Regions from separate parts of the Gossypium hirsutum genome. Here region 2 is linked to region 1. The links are chromatin contacts, called in public Hi-C maps. All regions are on one chromosome and are shown on one strand. Each heading gives the region's core, a stretch centred on a gene start, on an enhancer-like site or on the middle of the called end of the contact. The rest is flanking DNA. Distances are from core to core; before and after follow the strand shown. Region 1 holds the start of LOC107912795 (heterogeneous nuclear ribonucleoprotein Q). Region 2 holds the start of LOC107913013 (V-type proton ATPase subunit c2).

Region 1 (5,871 bases), core at 979-3,478:
TAAGGAAATTACTATCAAACTATATATGGTACCTTTGAGTTCCCATCACCCAGCTGTTTATTATTCACACCATCTACACAAGCTGTAGCAGCTTTATGGGTGGAGAAATCAACAAATCCAAAGTCCTTTCTCTTAGCAGTTGACATGTTGCGGGCCAATACAATTCGCACGATCTCTCCATAACCTTTGAGTTTTTCCCTTACACGATCTTCATCCCAATGAGGAGGAAGTGAATCAAGAAATACAGTTTTTACCTTGGCCATTATCTCTGGATCAGGCTCCCGCAACGGTTCAGCAAAAGCTACTTTGGCAGTTCTCTCAGGGTGTCCAAATACAACATCAGGCTTTTGTAGTCTCTTGTATGCAAGCATTGCATCGGCATGGCAAGAGAACTCTAAAAATGCAAAACCACGGCTCAACCCTTCATGTTGAACATCTGGGACAAGAGTAATATTCTCAACTCCTTCAATACCATATTCTTTAAGGTTTTGTTTGATCTGTAAAACAAGAATATAGCAAGAGTAAGCATACAAATTAAGATAATGGCCATGCAATAAATACCATTATATGCTCACAGCTTCTTTTGTCCATGTATTGCAAATATTTCCCAAAAACAATGTGTCATTGTCTTCACTAGGTGCCGTCCCACATCGTTTCCCACAAATCTGCGAACTGGAAAGTCAAATTCAGTTGATGAATGGACAAAGCAAATACTATAACTAATACTTACAACCGGGTTCTTCATTTCTAACAAGGCATGCTTTGCATGTTCTTTATTTGAAAATTTCACAAAAGCATATCCCTTATTCTTGTTGGTTATTGGATTCTTATGCAACCTAACTTCAACCACCTCACCAATTTTCTCAAAAACCTGTCTCAAGTCCTCCTCAACAGCATCTCGATCCAATCCACCAACAAAAATCTCACACTCTTTCTTAATTTTATGTTCTTTTGCAATAGCAGTTAGTTCTTTGCACTCCTCCTCCAATGCCTCAGTTTCTTCAATAGGGTCATCTACATCATCATCTGCAAGTACTTCATCATCGTGGTCCCCAAAGTCCACTCTGTCACCGTACTCAAACTCATCATCGAAACTGCCATACCTATCTTGTTCCATTTGCACATCTTCTCCACTCAACTTACCTTTCCTGCCTTCTTTTACATTAAGGTCCACAATTTTGCGATCTGTCCCGCTTACTAGTAGTGAATCCTCTTTAGCTACATACTCTTCAATGTTCCCATCACATGGTACTTCCTCCTCCAGTTTGGACTTTCCAGTTTCTTCAATTTTTTCTCTTTCTTTTACCTTTTGATGCTCCATTTCTACCTTATTTGGTGATTCCAAAACCTTCTCACTGGCTGTTCCCTCAGAATTCACTACGGAGACAGCTTTCCCTTTCGCAGAAACAGCACGTTTAGGTCTTCCAGGTGTTCGCTTTGAAACTAATTTAGTGCCTGGTGTAGCTTTGCTCTCCGGTGTCAGTCTTGTAGCTTCAGGTGATGACTTCACTTCTTCAACTATTTCAAATTTAAAAATCATAAAAAGGAAAATCAATTTGAACAGAAACATTTCACAGTCCAACATTAAAAGCAAAATCATCAAACAGTATTACCAATATAGCTAAGCATACGAATTGTAAATTATATAGCAGTACTTACTAACCTGCTGATCTTTCAAGATTAGAATCAGAGCCGTCGATAATCACAGTTGAAATTTCATTTTTCTCCATTTGCTTCGCTTTAGCAGCGGAGGCCTGCTTTGTTCCCGCCGTTTTCAGAGCCGTGGATTCCGCCGCAGCATCTGTACATCCCGATGAATTTTTCGCAGCAGACTTCCTCGTCGGCGGCGTCTTTCTTGTAGTCGCCGGTTCGGCTGTACCCTGATTCCGGATTCTCATATTTCTAATAGAGTCGTTAAGTAAGATGGCTTAGCTTTCTTTGCCGTAAACTGAATTTGAAAACGCTAAATAATTTGAGCAAAAACCGTGAGAAAAGAAGAAACAACCGAAGATTTTAATGGATTTGATGAACCAAATAGGTACATGGTTCTGGTGAGAATAGAAGACGACTGTAAACTGATCAGGATAGAACGCTGTCGTTTCCTGAGAAACTGCCACGTGCAAGTATAATCTTTTTTGCAACCCGGATTTCTTTTCCAGGTCGTGTTGCCCATTAACCCGACTCTTACCGTCACCAAGCCTTTTAGCTTCCAACATTTTCCTTTAAATGTTCTAGTCGTCACGACGGAGCTAAGGCTTCCTTTAAATTTGCGTTGAAGTACAATAATAATTGTGAATGAAATTAAAAATATAAATGAGAGATTTATTTGGATTGAAACATAGTTATAGCAGTGAGATATTCCATGAATTTTGCACTTGCCAAACAGCTTGCTGTGGTGAAGTTAGACTGAAAAAAGGCACCCAAAATTGAAATGAACATTCAAAGGGGTCGAAGTATTTGAGTTGGATGCAAATATCCAATACTTTACCCAAAAATTAAATTAAAAATAAGATTATACTCGAAACCAAGTTGGAGTAACATAAGATTAGCTTGCAGAGAAGGCTACCAAATTAGTCTACTGGGATTCAATAGTATTGTACAGGGAAAAATTCTGTCTACTCTGCTTTTTTTATGGAGCCATGTATTGTTGAAGTTCTACATCTACAATGAGTTTTAAATTCCCAGCTCAAGTCCTACTAGATTAGCATGTAAGTTTTCTTGAATTTTGCATTCAATACAGGCTTTTAGTTACTTGTTTGTGTCTTTGCTTCTTCTATTGGTTCAGTAAGCAGAAGATAATGAGAAAAAAAACGGTGCATAGATTGCATTTTTAACCCTTAATTCGACATCAAATCGCAGCTTTGACTCATCATCGACATGATTCTTTTACCCTTAATTCTCATTTCTTCATTGAGAATCGTGTTTATTTTTCTACGCAAAACAGCAAGTGTACTAACATTTGGGCTAGCAAAGTTTTGAATACAGATTATAGACAATTTTTTTTTGGATTGAACGTGACGCAGTTGTAACGTGAAAGCAAAAGTTGCCCCCTGCCGACATCATTCAAAATCTTCACAAGCAGACAACAATGGTAACAAGATTTGATTTTTAGTATCTTAATAGGCCATACATGTAGAACTCTTGGGACAAATACCGCATGATCCAATGACTACGAAGTCTTGCTCTGACACTTAGCAATCAAATCTAGTGACACAAAAAACAGATCACAAGATGCACAAAGTTTCAATCAGATCTTGTACATGCATCATACATTCAAAACTCAAGTGATGGGATCTAGATTCATTTCCAGAATTCTCATGGCATAATCAAACTTAACAGCAAATTTCAGGCTATCCTTGATCAAAATGAAAATATTTCAGAGTAACATCATTATGAAGGAACTTCTAGGAAATAAATGGATACATAAAACTTAAATTAAATTAAACATTTAAATAAATACCCTCTTCTTAAACACCAACTATATCATCAAAGAAGAAAATTTTGGATGGCACAGTAAATTAAGGCTGTTGTTGGGCATCCATATAACCAGCATCGACCAGTACTTTCTCCCTCTTAGCCAACTCGATATCTTCATCAACCATCATCTTCACCAATTGCTCAAACCCAACTTTGGGTTTCCACCCAAGAACCTTCCTTGCCTTACTTGAATCACCTTTCAGGTTATCCACCTCGGCAGGCCTAAAATACCTCTTATCAATCACAACATGATCTTTCCAGTTCAACCCAACATACCCAAATGCCACTTGCAAAAACTCCTCCACCGTATGCGATTCCTCCGTCGCCACCACGTAATCGTCCGGCTTCTCTTGTTGCAGCATCATCCACATAGCTTCCACGTAATCCCCGGCAAAACCCCAATCCCTCGAAGCTTGAAGGTTCCCCAAAAACAACTTGTTTTGCAACCCAATCTTGATCCTCCCAACGGCCCGGGTGATTTTCCGGGTCACGAAATTCTCTCCTCTCCTCGGGGACTCGTGGTTAAAAAGAATCCCATTGCATGCGAAAAGCCCGTAAGCTTCCCTGTAATTCACAGTGTACCAATGCGCGGCGCATTTGGAAGCTGCGTATGGAGATCTGGGGTGAAACGGGGTGTGTTCAGATTGCGGAGGAGGGGTGGATCCGAACATTTCGGACGATCCAGCTTGGTAGTACTTGATATGGGTCCGACCCGTGGCGGCGATGTGGGACCTAACGGCTTCCAACAAGCGAAGAGCTCCCGTAGCCACCACGTCAGCTGTATAATCAGGGATCTCAAAAGAGACGGCCACGTGAGATTGAGCCGCCAGATTGTAAACCTCATCGGGTCGAATAGTATCGAGCCAGCGACGAAGCGAGGAAGCGTCGGTGAGGTCAGCGTAATGGAGCTTCATCCGAGCCTTGTGGGCGTTATGTGGATCAATGTAGATGTGGTTGATACGCTGCGTATTGAAGTTGGAAGAGCGGCGGATCAAGCCATGGACTTCATAGCCTTTGTTGAGGAGGAATTCGGTCAGGTAGGAACCATCTTGACCGGTGATGCCAGTGATCAACGCGATCTTGCGGTCAGGAGCCGCGTCGCCGTTGACAGTATGAGATCCGGATCCAGATCCGACCCTGGAACTGTTATTCTCGGTTGCCATTTCAGAGCTCGAACCTGAGGGGAAAAAGCTTTGACGGTGAAATTTCAATTTTTGAGATGAAAAGAAAAAGTGGAAGAAGCGCTTTGTGGTGCGTTTAAGCAATTGGTTGTTTATAAGAGTCGGGTGAGTCTGTGTAGGGAGGGGGACAACGGAGGATTAAATGGTCAATGAAGAAGGCATTAATATTCTGTGAACTTACAAATTTGTCCCTGAGAAGTTAAATGCGCGGTGCAATTTGATTGGTTGGGTTTGTCTAATTGTCTGCCTGGTATTGGTTGATCACCAGAGCGGACTCTTTCCTAATTCAACAATTTTATTTTATGGACTTTTGAACGTAACACAACCGATGATGATGGAGGTCATGATTACTATAAAATGCTTAAATTTAGATTTTTATGTATGATTTAAAATATATTTTGATGATTAAATTTTACAATTTTATTAATAATATTATTGATTTATTATATTTTAATCAATAAATTATTAATCATCGTTAATGATGTAACAAAAGTTTAACATGGTATATTATATCATTATTTTAGACGAAAGTTTTAAGTTAATTTGTACAATTAATCTTTACTTTTGACTTAAGGATATAAAAAGTTTTTATTTTTTTTAAAGTAATTAAATCACTATTTTTTTTACATTCAATTAAAATATACAAAAAAGATGTCTTTTGACGGTTAACTTTAATGGTTAATAAGATTATTAAAGTTAATTGCCTTTAATTTTTTTCAGTTAAAGTCACATTGTATCAAAACCATGGCAAAATATGTAACAAAAAAATAAAAAAAATCAATAAAATTTATAAAAATTATTAAATTTTAATAAAAATATAAAAAAATTAAATCTTATTAAAAATTAGAAATAAATTATAAATATAATAAAAAATTGTAAACTTTTATAAAAATCATAAAAAAATTATAAAATACATTAAAAAGGTCATTTAACCATTAACTTTAATCGTTAATAGTTAAAGTTAACATCTCCCATTTTTTTATTTAAAGTTAAAGAAAAATTATAAAATACTTCTTATGGTACGATAATAAAAATTATAAAAATTATCGTACCAAAAGAAGTATTTTATAATTTTTATAATTTTTTACGAATTTTATATTTTTTTATATTTTTTTATAATTTTCTTACGACTTTATAAAATCTTATAACTTTTTCTATATTTCTATATATTTTATATTTTTTACAATTTTTATAATTTTTTTCTAATTTTAAT
Region 2 (6,250 bases), core at 2,220-4,719, 130 kb before region 1:
TAAAATATTTATGTAAATATTAAAATCATAACATTATAAATTTAAAAAAATGGATATAAAAATATTGTTAAATGTATTTTAATATGTTATAAAAACCATAAAGAAATTAAAAAACATAATTTTAAAATAACATTAAATTTATAAATTAATTAAATTTCAAAGTAAATAATTCTTTAAACTAATATAAACTACTTGTGGAAATGCAAAATAAAAATAGCAATCAACTTTAAAAAATTAAAAAGTTGAAAATAGTTCTAAAACTATTTTTAAAACACATATTATAACACTTAAAAAATTAAAATTAAAATTAAAATTAAAATATTTGCTTTACAGGTTTTAAAAAAAATAAAAATACTATTAAAAATTTTAAAACATAATAGAAATATTTTAAATAATTAAGAATATTGTTAATAAATACAATTACAAAATTTATTCATAAAATTTACTAAAAATATAAAATATATAAATATATTTTAATTTACACATGCATTGCATGTATAAACAGAAAAACCTAATTATTACCTAGAGATAAAAAGAAGCTAGTTATGTAAAATATTTTAAATTAATCATTACCTAAATTACTTTAATTTGAAATGCCAAAATACCCTAAAAAATCTTTTTTTAGTTATGACCCCATAAATTATGCCAAGGACTTTTTCCAACTTGATGATTCAGTAAATTAATTTAAAATATCCTATTTATTTTACAACTCTCACAGTGATTTTAACCCTAAGTTTTGAGAACTCTTATACATTAGAGTAGAGTTTGCTATAAGGGAAAATAATATTTTTTAATGCCTTTGCATTTATTATTATTATTTTTCTTCGGAATCTCTTTTCCATGGAACATGTAATAAAATGTGTGAAAGTTGCTTTTCCATGTGAGTTGGGTAAAATTAATCTATTAAATAACAAAATACTCTTTCTTTTTGCACCTTCATTCTCTCGGCCCTCCAACCCAAGTAAATAAAACCATCAAGTTATTCTCTCATTTTCCTATCAACTCTCTTGTTACTTTAACTAATTCTTCCAAAGGATTTTTTTTTAATTTTTTATATTTATAAAATTTATGCAAGATAAATTTGAAATGGTTTTATTTTCAAATAAAATTATTTGAAACATTATTAAATATTTAAAAATAATAATTTTTAAAATTTATCAATTAAAACATTATTAAATATTTAATCCATAAATTTTCTTACTAATAAAGTTTATCGTAAAAAATTAAATACATGAATATTATTTTTATTTAATAAAAGTAAAATTGTAAATTATATTTACATTCTCATAAAAGTATTTAGTGAATTAAACATAATAATGTAGATTTTCTAGGATTTTAATCAACACATTCCAATGTATGTCAAACATTATAAAGTAACTTTCCCATCATTCACATTCCAAGAATTCATAACATTAAAAAACACCCCATGCTACCTAAGTTTTGTAAACTACCCCTATTTACTGCCTATAGAGCAAAAAATATATTCTATAGATATAAATTCGCTTTTAATACTTGAGTCATACACATTTACAGACATGCTATAAATACTAGAAATCCTATCAACCAGGAATTTGAACAGAGACATATGTTTAAAAATAACATACAATAACAAATTAAAAGTATGGTTTGAAACTAATCAATCATAATAACATATGAAATTAGCAATATAAACACATCGTATTTATAATACTAAATCCACTACAATTATTTATCATTAATTATGAATTAGTGTCAAGTTACACTCTGGTATTGACGCGAGTTCAAATTCCACCATCTGTATATTTTAATTCATTTTTGTTAACATGAAAAGACTAAAATCTCCTCAAATGGTATAACTTATTTTAATTATGAAAGGAAATTTCTGTAATTTCTTTATCGAGAAAGACATTAACTCATTAAAACACATAACAAATTGTATATATATAAGAAAAACCAGTTTTAAACTAAATGGTGTCTACATTGTGTTGAACTTGCATATTACAACACTAGATCTGAAAAAAAAAAATGTAATGTAAAACAAGATTTTATTTCAAACGGAATCCGTCTTCTAATCATACAAACAGCAGAGAACCATTGAAAAGAAAATTCATGAATGAGATCGAAAGAACAACTTGACAAATGTTTCATACTGCTCCAGCGGCAAGAATTGGAGACGAAACAACCAAGTGAAGCCTACTAGCAATGACCCAAGTCTCGGAACTTTGCACTCTATTCTGCCCGGGATTGACCAGCCCGGGAAGAGAGGATGATACCGACAATGAGTCCATAGAGAGCCAAAGCCTCAGCAAAAATGAGAATAAGAATCATTCCAACAAAAAGCTTTGGTTGTTGGGCATTGGCTCTGCACATAAAATATAAATTCAAACACGCCACATTCTAACAAATGCAAAAGAATTATCATCGTGGTAAATTGAATGCAATTTATAACCATACAGCAAGCTGATTATGAGGTTCATTCGTCGAAATACCATATCCTACTTTGTTTTTACTACCCCTTCCCTTTTTCTCAATGCTTGATTGAATCAAAATGACCAATACTTTGTATAGCCAGTGATATTCCAACTAGAACAGTTGGCGAATACATCTTTATCAGGCAACCGTATGATCAGAGTGCATCCGTTATAAGCGAAATCTTAAAACAAAATCCCATTCTAGAATACTAATTTGATCTAATTATGGATTTTACTATCCCCTGAGTTAAATTACTTTAACTACTATTATCAGTCAGAAAAATCTACAAACACGACAACAAAGAACGAAATCTGAATCCAATTTATATAGTGCTGAAAATGAAGATAAATAAAATAAATAAGATAACAGTACCTAACTCCAGCATCGCCAACGATTCCAATAGCCATACCGGCAGAGAGACCGGCGAGGCCACAAGCGAGACCAGAGGAAAGATGAGCATAGCCATCGAAAAGGTAGTAAGATTTGGCCTTTGGGTTAATCCCAGTGCTGATAATAACCGCAATAATCAACCCATAAATACCTAAAACTCCGGCCATAACAACGGGCACGATCGATTTCATCACCAACTCCGGCCTCATCACTCCCATCGACGCCACCCCGACACCGCTCTTCGCCGTCCCGTACGCAGCACCCATACCTGTAAAAACAAAAAGAAAACCCAATTAGAAAGGATCAGCACCGATCAAAAATCGATTCTTCTGGGAGGAGTTAGGGTTAGCATCTTACAGGAGAAAACGAGGGCAGCAGCGGCTCCGAGGAAGCCGAAGAAAGGAGCAGTTTCATCACCGCTAAATGTGGACGCCATTTTACTAGGCTTTAAACAAAAATTGTTGAGACGAGGATTTGAAGGGAGTTTGGGGAAACCTTGATCGCTGGATTTCGTGAGTGATGAAATGAAAGGGAGAGACAAGAGAGATAATGAACTGAAGAAGGAACTGGGAAATTTCTGAGTGGATCCCACGTGAACGTGATCGAGCTTTCGCCATACAATTGGCAGATTTTGGCATTACGTAAAACGTGTGCCTCATTTGGGACAAATTTTTTGTTGGAGACATGTTTTGGGCTCATGTGTTATGCTGTAATATTGGATTGGGGGTCTTTAATTGGACATTAATAATTAGGGCTAGGAATCTTTGATAGCCCAAAATCACAAGTGGCTCTCGAAAATATATATAGGTTACCCAATTTTTCTTTCGGTTAAAATGTGCTTTAGCTCCCTGTACTCTTCATTCATTTAGAATTTAGTCCTCCTACTTTTATTTCAAGGAACTTAGTCACTCTACCCTTAAAACTCTTCTCTTAAATTCAGGTTCATTACAACATATTTTTCTTGTTGAATGTCTATCAAGTGAGTATTTTTTTTCCAAAATGTCAAACCTATGAATTTGATAGAAAAAGGTTTAATGAGGTTGACCATTGGATCAAAATTTTGAAATTTTAAAATAGAAAAAATAGAAAACTTGAATTCTAAATCTCCAAAAAAAAATATAGGGACTCATAGTATATTTTAACCATTTCTCTCTTTTTTTTTTTTTGTGAGAGCTTTTAGTTTTTCTTATGGAGTTTAAAGATGTGGAGATTTTTAACTTCACAACCGAAATTAGAAACTGCAGCATGTCCCAAACATATGTTAGTTTTCAAACTTTGCTCACAGAGATTAAATCATCTCCACCAACAATATGGCAAATAATTTTACAAGGAACAATTTCCAACAAAAGAATGCATAAGAGAAAAACTCATGCAATGCAATGCAAGTTGATTGACAAAAAAAAAAGGGAACTAAACTTTTATTTCTCCCAACAACCTTGAAGCTTATTGGATTAGAGCGAAAGGTGCACGAATGCTTAACATCTAATGCATTGTGATTAAGGTTTGGATAAAAAGAAAGATGGTCATCTTACATCATTGATGTATTTCGTAAAGCTTGTAGATCACTAAAGAAAGATCGACTTTAGCATTCTCAGTTTCATTAATCGTACTTACTGAACAAAAATGTTATGATGAAGATGGGAATGATTTTACTTTGATGAAAAATGTAAATGGGTTTCTACCACAAGCCACGGTAAGAGCCACACACGTTCACTTTGGAAAGAGTCATGATATGATGGATCAATGGTGAAATAATTATATATAGCGAGTGACGTAGAGAAAACCTTCCCATGTGTCAAAGATTTTAGGGTCAACAGGTTATGCAACTATATTCCCTTTTTGTTTTGATTAATTTAATTTTTTTGTAATTTAGGCACTGAATTTATTTTTATTTTAGTCACTTGCTAAATTTTTTTTAACTAATATAATAACACATTTGATCCTCACTACTCACATATTTTATCAATTTATTCTTAATTCTAAATAATTCAATAAATTTAATCCTTCATATTTACAAATCCTATCAAATTGATCATCAAACTTCCTAACTAAAGCTTTTAACTTTTAAATCAGAGGCATTTCAAATTTATAAATTTGTTAAACCCAAAAAAGAAAAAAAAATCTCAACTAGCAAGCTGTTTCTAACCATTTGATTGATAAAATTTTGGCTTAAAAAAAAAGGAAAAACCTTAAAAAAAAACACTTTAGAGTTACTCTTGTTATTAAGAGTATGATATTTTATGTACCTTGAAGCAAATATCAATGTTAAAAAATATAACTTTAAAAAATCCAATTGTTCAATCAATAATTATATAAAAACAAATATGAACATTTAGTTTTTCATAAGAAAAAAAAATGTAAAACAATTATGAATTTTCTTTTGTTACATTCATAATGTTTTTTTTAATTTTATAAACCGATTAATAGATTATTATGTGTTCTATTTATTTTTAATTAATTGTTTTTAAATTTTTAAACCCACAGTAAGCCATATGTGCCTGTGATTTAGTGTTAAATCATTTACCAAATTAATAAAAAAACTAAAATTATGCTAGTCAGAATAAAAAAATATTTCTTTACAAATATTAAATTATTTATATATTTTTATTATATATTATATTTTTAAAATTTACATTTTCTATTAATTTTAATAGTTTTTAGTTAATTTATAACTCTTAACTTCCTAAAAATATAAACAAAAAGGGCTATTAGAATTTCAACCATAAATAAAACAATTAATAGATGTAGAATGCCTTTGTTTTAAAAGCTTAGAAAGTTTGAAGATCAAATTAATAAAATTTGAAAATGTGAAGGGTTTAATTTATTGAATTATTTATAATTAGGATTAAACTGATATAATATATAAGTATTGATGACTAAATGAGTTATTATACCATTTAGAAAAAAGACTTTTCTTTATCAATTTAACCATGGACGATCAAAACAGGAACGAATTCAAATGTTAATATCTAAATTGAAAATTTTTAAAATTGAGTGACTAAAACAAGAACACAGACATAGTTGAATGACCATGTGTATAGTTTACTCAAAATTTTGTTGTACCATCCACTAGTTTTTTTCTCTTATAGTGAATGTTATATATAATATATAGAAGAGAAGATCAATGGAAGAAAGTATTCATGAAATGTCATCACAATATGTTGATCAGCCATAGCCATAATTGGTTATTTGCTTTGCTTTTAATTTCATTGAGGATGGCTCCTTTAATTATAGAACTAGCTTTACATATCTGAAAGACTTCTTATTTCTAATATTTCTTCATATTGTTCCTCATACCATGCATTGTTACTTTAATCATTTTTCAGCTTTCATTCTTTCTACGCTTAAATTTACTTGCAAATTTATTAGACATTCGTTGCATATGTAGCTTAAAGAATTTGTTGAAATT

Evidence for each region. A called contact is a pair of places that touch in the nucleus more often than the background predicts.
Region 2: a Hi-C map of leaf shows a contact between it and region 1, with 2.8 times the contacts expected there. The contact joins the promoter of LOC107913013 here to the promoter of LOC107912795 in region 1. A contact is called at or near these places in 4 of 34 Hi-C or Micro-C datasets (callus and leaf).

The regions. Positions count from the first base shown.
Region 1 is chrD11:20,996,689-21,002,559 of Gossypium_hirsutum_v2.1, reverse strand. It overlaps LOC107912795 (heterogeneous nuclear ribonucleoprotein Q), which reads right to left and starts at 2,228. Exons shown (of 11, transcript XM_041106468.1): 1 at 1,664-2,228; 2 at 731-1,518; 3 at 576-665; 4 at 255-497. The coding sequence starts at 1,898. It overlaps LOC107911032 (GDP-mannose 4,6 dehydratase 1), which reads right to left and starts at 4,804. Exons shown (of 1, transcript XM_016838931.2): 1 at 3,333-4,804. The coding sequence starts at 4,640. The coding sequence ends at 3,519.
Region 2 is chrD11:21,132,377-21,138,626 of Gossypium_hirsutum_v2.1, reverse strand. LOC107913013 (V-type proton ATPase subunit c2) reads right to left here and starts at 3,469. Exons shown (of 3, transcript XM_041106470.1): 1 at 3,199-3,469; 2 at 2,824-3,109; 3 at 1,888-2,341. The coding sequence starts at 3,277. The coding sequence ends at 2,209.